Linked DNA regions of Rattus norvegicus: region 2 is linked to region 1. Evidence: chromatin contacts called from public Hi-C data. All regions are on one chromosome and are shown on one strand. Each heading gives the region's core, a stretch centred on a gene start, on an enhancer-like site or on the middle of the called end of the contact. The rest is flanking DNA. Distances are from core to core; before and after follow the strand shown.

Region 1 (5,923 bases), core at 30-2,529:
TTTCAACCTTCCAATGTCTCCGGAAGGCCTATGATGACTCCTGGGGCTCTTCCGGAACCTTCCACGCATTCAGTGCCACATTGGGACTACTGAGGAACCCAGTGTCCTGGAGAAGCTATGGTATCCTCAGCCTCTCCAGCGCGCGGACTCTTGTCGTCGTTCGAGCAGATCTAACAAGCTCCTTTGTAATAGACATTCCTTCTATCCCTCTGTTCCCTGACTAATACATCCACTCACTTGACGCGTCCAAACCCTGAGAGATGCCGCCTGTGGCCTGTTCATTTGGCGATGTCTTCTAGGTTCTAACCTAGAAGTTAAAGTTTGGAACCAGTGTTCACGGAATTCCTGGTAAATGAACGAACGAACACTACACTGTCGCAGGCATTCCTCTGGGTCCCTAGACTGGTGGACTTCAGAGCTCACAGTGAGGCTCGCCCCCCAGGGAGGGGTTCGGGAAAACTTCCTTCTATGCACCCTGTTGAACATCTCTCGAGCCTGCGCTAGGGAGGGGCAGAAGTGGGCAGTTTTCTCCTCCTGGTCTCATTTCTCTGGTTTATGGAATGTTCTGGACATATTGAACGAACCTTGTGCTCTGCTAAGTCAGGCCCCACAGCCTGGCTCCTGGAAGCAGTTCGAATACAAGGCATGAAAGCAGCTAGTGTGTGTGTGTGTGTGTGTGTGTGTGTGTGTGTGTGTGTGTTTGTCTGTCTGTCACCTTTTAGATCCCCAAGTCCCAGAAAGCCTCCTTGAGGTGAACTGTGGCCTGAGGATCCACACAGGTCTTCTTGGCAGAGCTGAGTGTGGGGGTGGACCGTGGGCTAGGCCGGAGGAGAGCATCCTCACTATTTGGTTAGCCTGAAGGCTCCTGTCCTCCACATACCCAACACACATGGGTAGAGGAGGGGGGTCATCATACCAGGGCCTGTCCTGCGCGTATCCGTGCACACACAGGTAGAGGAGAGGGTCATCGCACCAAACCGCAAACCCCCATCCTGCGCGTACCCCTACATGAGAAGCAGGGATTAGGAGCGCGCAGGAACCACACTCGCCGAGCTCGGGAACAGGCGGCCGGGCGGGCGCGGCCTCCGGGTACCGCGGCGCTGCCACCTGCGCAGCCACCGCGCCGCCATTGGCTCGCGGAGAAGCCGCTCTAATCCGCGCCGCCTCCGCCCCCGCGCGGCGCTGCGCTCCGCGGAGTCTCTGACCTTCCTCCTTCCCGCAGCCCCAGAGAGACGCGCGGCGGTCGCGCCTGCCTTCTCCTCCTCCTTCTCTTCCTCCCCCGGGAAGCCATCCGGGCTTGAGGCTGGGCCGCCGCCGCCGCCGCCGCCCACTTTGCTACCCGCCCCGCCGATGGTGTCCGGTGCTCCGGCACCCAGGTAGGGGGTCTAAGACGTTGAGAGAGTGCGGGGTGGGGGCGGGGGTAGGGTTGGGGTGTGTGGGGGAGTCCAGGGCCCTAGTGCGGGGTGCAGGTAGCCAGCGTGTGATGGCGTTGGACACAGCCGAGGGCAGGTACCTGGGGAGAGGAGGGCGCGCGCCCTGGGATGCTCTTGGACTTGACCCAGGCAGTGCCAGGATGGCCTCTGGGGATGTTAAAGGGGAGGCCTCTACCCTGGGGAAAGGGAGAGGAAATTGGATCGTTGGAAAGCGGGGGCCTGGCCCCCCGATGTTGAGTGTTTTTCTGCGACCAGCTGGGATGGGTGGGCTGATGCCAGCTTGGTGCGTAGGTTATTTCTGGATCAGAGTGGGCTGGGGAGAAGCACAGCCGGCGATGTCTGGTTTAGATTACAGGTACTTCCTTCTTTGCTTCCGACCCCTCCCCCCCACCAGCTGGGGGTGGGCGGTGGAAGGAGAGAGGAGGTGTGGGTGCTGAGGGCCCCCGCAGATGCTGCAGAATCCTCTCTGCGCCACCCCGCCTTCTCGAATCTCCACCAACCTCAGACCATTTGGTCACGGTTGGGGCGCTCTCCGGGCTGTGTTCACCTTTCAGGAGGCTGTGCAAAGGTTAAAGGGTCATTAATGTGCCTGCGACACAGTGGCAAACCCCAGGGCTTGGCTAGACTCAGCTTCAAACCCTCGGCTTGGCTTTTAAGTTCCAGCCTTACCCTCCACCTCCCCCACCTCCCCCAAACCCAGCTCTGCAGCCTGGGGGGGAACACACACATGCGACATCTTCTTCTTCTAGGCACAACCAGAAATAGCCCATTGTCAGGGGCCCTGGCACAGCTGGGGTGCAGGTTGCCAGTGGTCTGGGAAGCTCTGCCCACAGCCTGGTTTTCTTGTCAGATCTTTGCCTGGCTACTCAGATCACTCTCTCTAAGGAGCTTTCTGGTGCCCCAGGTGAGAGGTCACCTCCGACTCCATGTTCTTGGACCCTGTGGGCCTAGAGGTTATTTATGTCTGGCCTGTCCCCCTCTAGACCAAAGGACCTTCAGGTTAGGATTCTGATTGGTCTCTGTCATTACTCCAGTGTCTGAGGACTCCTCACTGAAGAAATGTTTGCAGTATGAATGAACAAACGAACGAACGAACGAACGAATGAATTTATAAATTCTGGGCAACAGCTAGCAAGCTGAAAGATGGAGGGGAACCCCTTTGGTCTTTCTATTCTCCGGGACCAAAGAGTCATCAAGAAACTCCTTTAGGCCTGGGGTTGAGTGTCAGCTGTGACTATTGGAGGGGCTTCTGTCCTGCTGGCTCCTGTCTGACTGGTTGGTTCCCTGTGTCCCCAGGGAGCCTGACCCTTTGTTGAGGGCTTCCCTTTCTTCAAGCTACTGGGTTGGTGATTTCTCCTAAGATGCTATGTCTCAACTATAGCTAGACAATCCGGGTCAACTTCCAGAACTGGGTGGGCCCCAGCCAGGCTGTCCTAGGTCTCTGGAGTCTTGGCAGTAAGCGGTGTGTGTAAAAGGTGACATGGGCCTTTGCAGAGCCCTTCTTGGCCAGCCTCGTTCCTTTGACAGGTGCACAGACATCCCTCAGTAGGCTGTACCACCCTGCCAGTCAGCTGACTCCTCTTCCTCCCCCTCTGCTTTCCTTTCCTCTGAATTCTGACGCTCCTTCGCTTTCTCAGGAAAGCCACGCTGCTCTCGCCTGCCTGCAAGCCTTCCGAAGCATCCTTGCCCTATCTTGCTCCTCTCCTCAGACCCTCTGTCTCAGTCTTTGAGTGACATCTTCCCCGGGGTCTGCAGACAGTCCGTGGATAAGGGAGGCGTGTCTTGGTCTGGTGTCCCCCAAGGCCTGACACAGAGAGACCTTCACTTGTGGAAAGTGTGACGTAGTGGGTCCTCCGTGACTTCAGGTCACTTGAAAGGCTCTTCCCCAGGAGAGGCCTGCATCCCTGGCAGGATTGAGTGGCAGTGGGAGGAGACTCATTGAATAGAAATTTCTGTGAGTCTGGCAGGCCAGGAAGCACAAGGAAGGCCAACAGGGGAGGAGCTCACTGATCCGGGGTCCTCCTCATGGAAGCAAGAAGAGGAGCTGAGGGAATGGCTGTGCTGAGGAGGAACAGGGTCCTCTGAGGGCCTGGAACAGACTATGACAAGCAAGCACTTTCCGCTGAGCCCCGCCCCAGCCCCTCACTGGGGGCTTCTAGGCAAGGCCGATTCTTCTGCGATATATAGAGCCAGCCCTTAGTTTTACATTAAAAAATTATCTTACATTTCTATCATCATCATCATCACCACCACCACCACCACCATCATCATCATCATCATCATTATACTCTTTTTTTTTTTTTTTGGTTCTTTTTTTTTTTTTTTTTTTTTTTTTTCTTTTTTTCGGAGCTGGGGACCGAACCCAGGGCCTTGCGCTTCCTAGGCAAGCGCTCTACCGCTGAGCTAAATCCCCAACCCCATCACTATACTCTTGTTTGAGGCAGGGTTTCTCTACCTGGCTGTCCTGGAACTCACTCTGTAGACCAGCTCGGTCTTGAACTCACAGAGACCCACCTGCCTCTGCCTCCTGAGTCTTTTTGTTATTTTTTATTGTGTGCAGGTGTGCACGTGAGTGTGGGTGCCTGCGGAGGTCAAAGGTGTTGGATCCCTTGGAGCCTGGGTGACAAGATGATAGGGAGCTGCCCAGTGGGGGCGCTCGCTGGGAACCATCTCATCCTCTCTAAGAGCACTGTGAACTCTCAACTGCTGAGCGTCCCCCCAGCCTGTGTACAGATATAGATATATACATATCTGTGTATATATGTGTATATATTAAAGATTTATTTATTTTATGTATGAGTACACTGTCGCTGTCTCCAGACACACCAGAAGAGGGCATCAGATCCCATTACAGATGGCTGTGAGCCACCATGTGGTTGCTGGGAACTGAACTCAGGACCTCTGGAAGAACAGTCAGTGCTCTAACCACTGAGCCATCTCTCCAGCCCCGGATTTTTTTCTCAAAAGGAAACACAACCAAACCAGAACAAGAACAACAGCAGCAGCAGCAGCCACAGCAAAACCTTCCAGGCTGGTGAGATGACCCAGTGGGGGAAGGTACTTGCCATGGAGGTGGATGATTTGAACTTCTGGGACCCACGTGGGTGGAGGAGAGAACTGGTTCCGACCGGTTGACCTTTGGCCTCCACTCATACTGTGGTAAATAAATAACTGTAAAATAGGAGAAACAAACCCAAACTTTCAAGCCAGAGGTGTTTGTGTATGTCTGTGCGACACACACTCACACACGTATATGAGAGAGAGAGAGAGACAGGCAGACAGACAGACTGACTAACAGACTGACTGACTGACTGATTGACTGACTGACTATGATATCAGCCTATGGGAGGAGAATTAAGAACCAAGTCCAGCTTCGCAGCTCATTTTGAGTCTGACCTAGACTATATGTGACTGTTTCAAACAAAAAGCTTTCAGTTTTTTTTTTTTCTTATCACAAAAAGTAATTGGGGTTTGCTGCAAATCATACATCGGACTAGAAAGCCGTTAGCTACCGTTGCAGCCTTTCGAACACCCTGTGTACCTTACAGTTGGTTTCTAGGACCATGAAGGACTGGGCCTCAGGGACTGGGATGGGGCAGCCAGGGCCCTAGGAGATACCCGACAGGAGCCATCCACCCCTAGAAGCAGAGCTTCAGTTAGTGACAGTGGCACTCGCAGATGACCCCACAGGCTTTGCGCAGCTGGCAGGACCTTCAGAGGTGTGTCCGGTTACATCTCAGCATCCTCAGGCACAGCTGCTGGGGACCAGTGTGGGGCAGTTATGGATGGTACCCCCAGTAGCCAGGGCGATAGAGGATGGGCGGGCAGGAGGAACCTGGAGAGGACTTTGTGACAAGGTGATAAGAAAGTGGATATTGGGGGTTGGGGATTTAGCTCAGCGGTAGAGCACTTGCCTAGCAAGCGCAAGGCCCTGGGTTCGGTCCCCAGCTCCGAAAAAAAAAAAAGAAAGAAAGAAAGAAAGAAAAAAGAAAGAAAGAAAGAAAGAAAGAAAGAAAGAAAGAAAGAAAGAAAGAAAGTGGGTATTGGAGAGGTGCCTTGAGCCTTCAGACTGGGGTTCCTGAAGAAGACTGGGAGGACCAGAGGTTGTAAGCATCACGTGGTGGGAGAATGCTGGTGGGAGGATAGCTCTCAGTGGTTAGGAGTTTTGGCTGCTCTTGCAGAGGACCTACTTGGGTTTGATCCCAGCACTCACATGGTAGATCAAAACTGTGTGTAGCTCAGATCCCAGAGCATCTGGTACCCTCTTCTGCACAGGGCACACAGGTATCCATGCAGGCAAAACACGCATACATATAAAATAAAGCAAACATATGGGAAAATATTTTTTTTTTTTGGTTCTGTTTTTTGGAGCTGGGGACCGAACCCAGGGCCTTGCGCTTCCTAGGCAAGCACTCTACCACTGAGCTAAATCCCCAACCCTGGGAAAATATTTTAAAGCTGGTTTAGGCTGGGATAGGGGCTGTCTGATA
Region 2 (6,444 bases), core at 1,367-3,866, 190 kb after region 1:
GCATGCATATGTGTGAGGGTGTCCGAAGCCCAGGAACTGGAATTACAGTGTGAGCTGCCCTGTGTGTCCTGGGAATTGAACCCAGGCCCTCTGGAAGAGCAACCAGTGCTCTTATCCGTCTACCATCTCTCCAGCCACTCTTTTATTTTTTTAAAATGTGGTCTCCAGGATAGAGCAGGTTAAGAAGAGCACTGACTAAACTTCCAGAGGTCCTGAGTTCAATCCCCAGCAACCACACGGTGGCCCACAACCCTCTGTAGTGGGATGCGATGCCCTCTTCTGGTGTCTATGCAGACAGAGCACTCGTATATGTAAAATAAGTAAAAGAGAAGGGTCACAAGGAACCTGGGTTGTCCTAGAAATCGCTATGGATGACCTTAAATTTCGAAGTCCTGCTTCTTCCAGGTGCTTCCCTCATGCCTGGCTGCTATCCTGAGATGGGAGTGTTTTCATACAGCCCAGGATGGCCTTGAACTACTTCAGCTCATGAGGACTGGGAATTCAAAGAGTGGTATCAACTGGGAATGGCATCGAATACCTTTAATCCCAGCACTCAGGGTTGGGGTAGGGGGTGGGGGTGGGGGAAGAGGCAGGCCTATCTCAGAATTCTAGAACAGCCTGGTCTACAAATTAGTTCCAGGACAGCCAGGGCTACACAGAAAAACCCTGTCTCAATAAAGAACACCACCACCACCACCACCACCAAAACTGTTGTCAGATAGTTCGCCCTTCCTCTCAATCCTCTCTCTCTCTCTCTCTCTCTCTCTCTCTCTCTCTCTCTCTCTCTCTCATTACATCTCCATCTGGAAACATTGCTAGTTTTGGAATAAAGATTCAGAAAAATTTATGGCAACTTGTGAAAGCTCAATGAATTTTAATTGCAGTGACTAAAACAGTATAGCTAGGTGTGGTGTGGACAGCTGTGTTGTTGGTGCTCAGGAGTCAGAGACAGGAGGATTGCTGCAAGTTTGGTATGATACTGGTCTAGCTACATAGCAATTCTCTGGTCATCTAGAACAATACCTGGACACCTTGTAAACTTAAAAGTAAACTTAAAAGACCTGGGGGCTGGAGAGATGGCTGGGCTGCTAAGTGCTGCTCTAGAGGGCCCAGGTTCTGTGCCCAGCACCCACACCTAGTGGGTCACAACTGCTTGTAACTCCAGTGCCAAAGGATCTGACAGCTGGCCTCTGCCGGCACCTGAGTTCACTTGGCATTCACAAAGATAAATAAAAACAATAGTCTTAGGGGTTGGGGATTTAGCTCAGTGGTAGAGCGCTTGCCTAGCAAGCACAAGGCCCTGGGTTCGGTCCCCAGCTCTGAAAAAAAAAGAAAAAAGAAAAAAAAAGAAACAAACAAAAAACAATAGTCTTAGGGGGGCGGGGATGGCGTCTGAATTGTGCGACTTTCTCATTTGCTTGAGGTACTGGGCTTAATCCCTACCCCTGCCAAACTAACCAAGAAAGCAAAATGACACTCAATAGCGAGCATTGAAGATGCTTGTTTTCATTGCTTTCTTTTCTTTTTTTTTTAAAGATTTATTCATTTATTATATATAAGTACACTGTAGCTGTCTTCAGATACACCAGAAGAGGGAATCGGATCTCTTTACAGATGGTTGTGAGCCACCATGTGGTTGCTGGGAATTGAACTCATGACCTCTGGAAGAGCAGTCGGGTGCTCGTAACCACTGAGCCCTCTCTCCAGCCCCATTGCTTTCTTTTCAAAAGGCAGTTGAGTATGTTGCTGAGTTGTTTTTTTTTTTTTTTTCTCTTCTTTGAGTCATGTGTACTCAAAAGATCAATAGCTAGATTGGAGTTTTTATTTAAATTTCCTAAAGGAGGCTTTAAGCAAAGCATGTTGTTTAGGTTTGCCGTGGTTCGGAGTTTTGACCTCAGCAGTTTGTCAGGGTGGTGCATTGAGAAATGAGATCCTTGCACCGAGCCATCTTCATGCATGGAAACAGGATTCAGCCCTTGTCCCAGTTGCGTAGCGTTGGTCAGATGGTTATCAGAGACTTCCGGATACAGTGAAGAGTGGAAGGAGCCTCCCGGTGTTTGATGGAGTGTCCCCGAGGCTTGCCTAGAATGTTGTTTACCACAGAGACCTTATGGGTTTAACAGAAGATAATAACCGCAGACATTTTTCTTGAAACTGGAAGCATTAAAGATTAGATTTCTTGGCTCAGAATCAGCTGCTAGCATAGTGTCAGCCAGGGTCATTGGAAATGTTTCTTACTGTCCTTGCGCTTCAGGGTTTGAGGCGCCTTCCTCTGGGTCTGTGGATGGAACTCAGCCTCAATGCTGGTGGCAAGCGCCTTACCCCTGAGCCGTGTCCTCAGCTTGACGTGATAAGTGGATACTCGCAAAGGCTGACACATCAATCTTTAAAACTTTTTTTATTTCTTTGGTGACAAGGTCTCTCAATGTATCCTTGGCTGTCCGGGAATTCCCCATCTAGACTGGCCTCGAGCTCCCATATTTGTCTGCCTCTTGCTCCGGGAGAGTTTGGAGTCGAGGTGCGTGCCACCACCATCCAGCTCCTGGACGACTGAACCCCGCCTCCTACCCTCTAAGCCCCGCCCACGCCATAGGCCCCGCCCTCTGCCCTGTGAGCCGCCCCGCCCCTCATCCCGTGCGCCTGTGCCGCGGCGCGCGTCCCCGCCCCTCGCCGTGCGCTCTCGCCACGGGGAGCCGAGAGGGCGGCGTGCGGTCGCGGTTCTTCGCGGGAGGCTGCGGGCTGCGCGGGTGGGTGGGAACGTGGTGGAACTCCGGGCGCTGCGGCAGGGGCGACAGAGCGCCATGGCGGCTGCTGTGGCTACGGCGGTCGGTGCCCGCACCGCGGCGAGGTGAGAGGACGCCTCTTTACCACAACTGAGGAGGCCAGGACAACCCGCCTGCCTGCACTCCACGCGGGCCGCGGCTACAGCATGGCCGGGATCATTAAGAAGCAGATCTTGAAGCATCTGTCCCGGTGAGAGCGCCACCCTCCGTACCCGCTCCCTTCTCGAGCCCTCCGACCTCCCTCGGGCCGCACTAGGGCGAGCGGCTCCGGGCAGTCGCGATTCAACTCTAGCGGGCCGTTGTCAGCGCTGCGTTCTTCCCTCGCCCGGGCCAGCTCCTTCCCCACCCCCGCCGCCGCCTCCTTCCTCAGCGCGGGTCACCCAGCCCTTTCCTGTCCGTATCTCATAGACCCGCACGGAACCCAGCCAGGCCAGCGGTCCAGGCCTCTTCCCGCGTCCCGAGCCGCCCAGCGCCGCTTCCTTTCTGGCTTTGCCACCCGGTGCTGGATTACCCAGGTCCCCTTAGATTGCAGCGCCGACGCTGGCCCTCTCCTTCTGGAAGGCGAGCTCCTCCTCTTCTGTCTGACCCTGTTGCATCACCCTTGAAAAAGATGTAAACCGAGGCTGGTCGTCCTTTCGGACCTCCCTCCTTTCTGGGTACGCTTTCTTCTCGTTACACAGACAGACGGATTGGAGAAAGGTCAGCGGAGGTGGGGATAAAGTTTCAGCAACCTTCCCTTTAAGATGCCTTGGAGGGTTTTTTTTGACAGCCAGTGTCCACTTGTGCTTTGTGGCTTTCTGATAATCCGTTCTGTCGGGCCGGGTATTTGGAGGGTGAGGGATTGACTGGCAAGATAACTTTTCAGCCATACCTGAAGGACTCCGGGTCTCTACGTGATGCAGCAGCTTGTTAGAACTGGTGGCTGCAAAAATTGGGGGTAGCTTTGCCGTTTGTTTTCTCTCCTTTTTCTAGCTTGGGGTTGGTGAGGGTTGTTAATTGACGTGGTCTCAGTAGTTTTAGTGATCCAGAGTTTGGCTGCACAGTGGCTAGTGGTTTGGGGGGGTGGGCGAGTGCGCGTGTGTGCCGTGTGTGTGTGTGTGTGTGTGTGTGTGTGTGTGTGTGTGTGTGTGTGTTGCCAGTCAACATGGAACACCAAGGCTTGTGTGAGCCTCTATCTCTGACGTGGGTGGTGTCCTTTTCCTGGCTGATAGTGGCTTATGTGATCAGCTACATTCAGATACCCTGTTTGTTATGTACTGGGCTCCTGGAGTCTAGGCTCTTCATTACTTCTGATCACTTTCTTTTTTTTTTTTTTTTTTTTTTTTTTTCTTTTTTTTCCGGAGCTGCAAGCGCTCTACCACTGAGCTAAATCCCCAACCCCTTCTGATCACTTTCAAACTGGATAATACCAGTATATACTTCAGAGATTATCGTAGGCTGCTCTGGCGCACACATCCTCAGTCCTAGCATTTTGGAGGCTGAGGTCGGAGGGGTGCAGTTTTAAGGCCAGCCTAGAGTAGAGAAAGTAGAAGACTGCATGAGTTTTTGTATGTGAAGATGTGTTGAAGAGCCTCACACACAGGGAGTGCTCAGTCGGACTCAGGGTATTTTTATGTGGGGTTATAACTTGTGTGGGTGGTTATTTGACGTTAATGAGTGTGTGTGTCGTGTGGGTTCAGGGAGGTACAGAAGTACCACACAGTGTGCATGTGGAGGTTGCAGGGTAACTCTGGGGAGTCAGTTGTCTAGTTCCACTTTTTACTGGGGGTTCTGGGAATCAAACACCTTTCCCTGCCCACGCCTCCTGCTGACTTTTCGTAGTCTGTCTCTCTCTTGAGACAGTGCCTCCCTCACTTTGTAGCCCGAGTTAGCGTGGAGTTAATGGGCCTCCTGCCTTCGCCTCTGAAGTGCCAGAGTAATTGGCATTTGCCACCATGCCTGGTTTTAGGTGATTTTTTTTTTTTTATAGCAGTTTTGGTGGGAGTTAGAAATGTACATATCTGAATCTCTCTCAGAGCATCCCGGAATAAGTGAAGAATCCTTGCTGTAGTCCAGCCCCTCCACTCCCCTCTTCTTTTTCTTCGCTTCCTTGAGACAAGATCTCAGTAAGTGTAGTCTTGGTGTCCTGAAACTTGATCTGTAGACCCGGCTGGTCTCAATGTCCTAGAGATTCTCTAGCCTCTGCTTCTCAAAACACTGGGGTTTAAAGGCGTATTTCACCGTGCCTGGCTTCTACCCCTGGCCCTTGACTGAGGAAGCAAGTCTAGCCAGGGCACAAGGGAAAGTGACTTTTCTAGAAGATAACGGAGTGGTCAGAACCAGCTTCCTAGTCCGTGGACTGTGCTTCTCCTGGGAGCATACAATGTTAATGAGACGCCCTGGAGCCAGGCATTCATTCATTTATTTATTTAAGATATGGGGTCATGTAACCGGAGCTGGCAGCAGACTGTCTTTCCGGACACGTTTGGTGATTGCTGGGGGCAGAAAGCCCTTATGCTTTAAGTAAAGTAGGATTAGTGTGTCTGACTCCCCAGTTGTGGGGCTGCGAGGAGGAGGAAGAGGTTGTGTTCTAGCAGCCACCTCAGCTCCCAGCAGAGGTAGGATGCGGATCTGGTTGGAAAGGCCAAATTCCCAGGACCTTTGTTTACCTTAGACTCACTCCTCAGTGCAGCGAGAGGTGGGTGTGTGTCCTTTTTGCTACTACAGGCAAGGGGAGGAGCCGCTGCTCGGTGGCTTGTAGAACCTGACATGGGGAAGAAAGCCGCCGATATGCAGAGTTCCTGTGTTAACTGTAGTGTGACAGCAGCTTTGTGTACCTTCGGGGACAGTGTCCTGCAGCAGAGAGGACAGGCCATGGGCAGCAAATTGCATTCCGGTAATTTTTATTAATTTCAGCTATTTCTTTTGAATGACTGCATTTCCTCTAGCTAGTTATGGTCAAGGTGCCAGAGAGGCTGCTGGAATTTCATCCATGGTTTGGATGACCGTTGTCCAATACGCATAGCCTTAATGCCCCGTTAAACGTTCATTGGAGCGGACCCGTGAGAAGAGCTCTGTTTAGCGACATGAAATAGTTATTTATTTAGAAAATTGTCAGGATGACCGGGGAGTGGTGGCGCGTACCTACAGTCCCCTGCATTTGGGAGACTGAGACAGGAAGGCCTTGAATTTGAGGCCCTCGTGGGTTATTTATTGAGACCTCGTTTCATAAATAAATGCTAAAATAGATTTTTTTCACTGGATCAGGTTTTTCGTGTTATGGTTCAGTTTTCCCTTCTTGAGAACCCACCTGCTTCAGTCTCCGGAGTGCTGGTGTTGTCAGCACCACGCCATCAAGCCTGGTGCTTCTTGCTTTAGACCACCTCAGCTAATGACCTGGGATTGGACAGAGGGTGTAGGCAGGGTGTGCAGTCGCCCAGGGCACTCTTCATGGAAAGGGCGTGGCCTTTGGAGCCAGACCAAACCGAGCTTAGGTCTAGCCTTGCTGTTCTTGGTCAGGGAGGGCTTCCCAACTAAGCTGTTGTTGGCCGTAAGTGACAAGAAGAGTAATGGAAGCTAGCCAGAATGCCTCTGAGGATTCGGACATGGTATTTGTTACAGCGCCTGACATTTAAGGAGGGCTTAATAAAGAGAGGTGTAGCCGGGCAGTGGGAGCACACAT

Evidence for each region. Hi-C and Micro-C count contacts between places; a contact is called where the count stands out from the background.
Region 2: a Hi-C map of kidney shows a contact between it and region 1, with 4 times the contacts expected there. The contact joins the promoter of Bltp3a here to the promoter of Pacsin1 in region 1. A contact is called at or near these places in 2 of 12 Hi-C or Micro-C datasets (kidney and liver).

What each region holds. Positions count from the first base shown.
Region 1 is chr20:5,720,381-5,726,303 of GRCr8, forward strand. Pacsin1 (protein kinase C and casein kinase substrate in neurons 1) reads left to right here and starts at 1,280. Exons shown (of 10, transcript NM_017294.1): 1 at 1,280-1,376.
Region 2 is chr20:5,909,417-5,915,860 of GRCr8, forward strand. It overlaps Bltp3a (bridge-like lipid transfer protein family member 3A), which reads left to right and starts at 2,617. Exons shown (of 21, transcript XM_002728921.6): 1 at 2,617-2,973. The coding sequence starts at 2,930.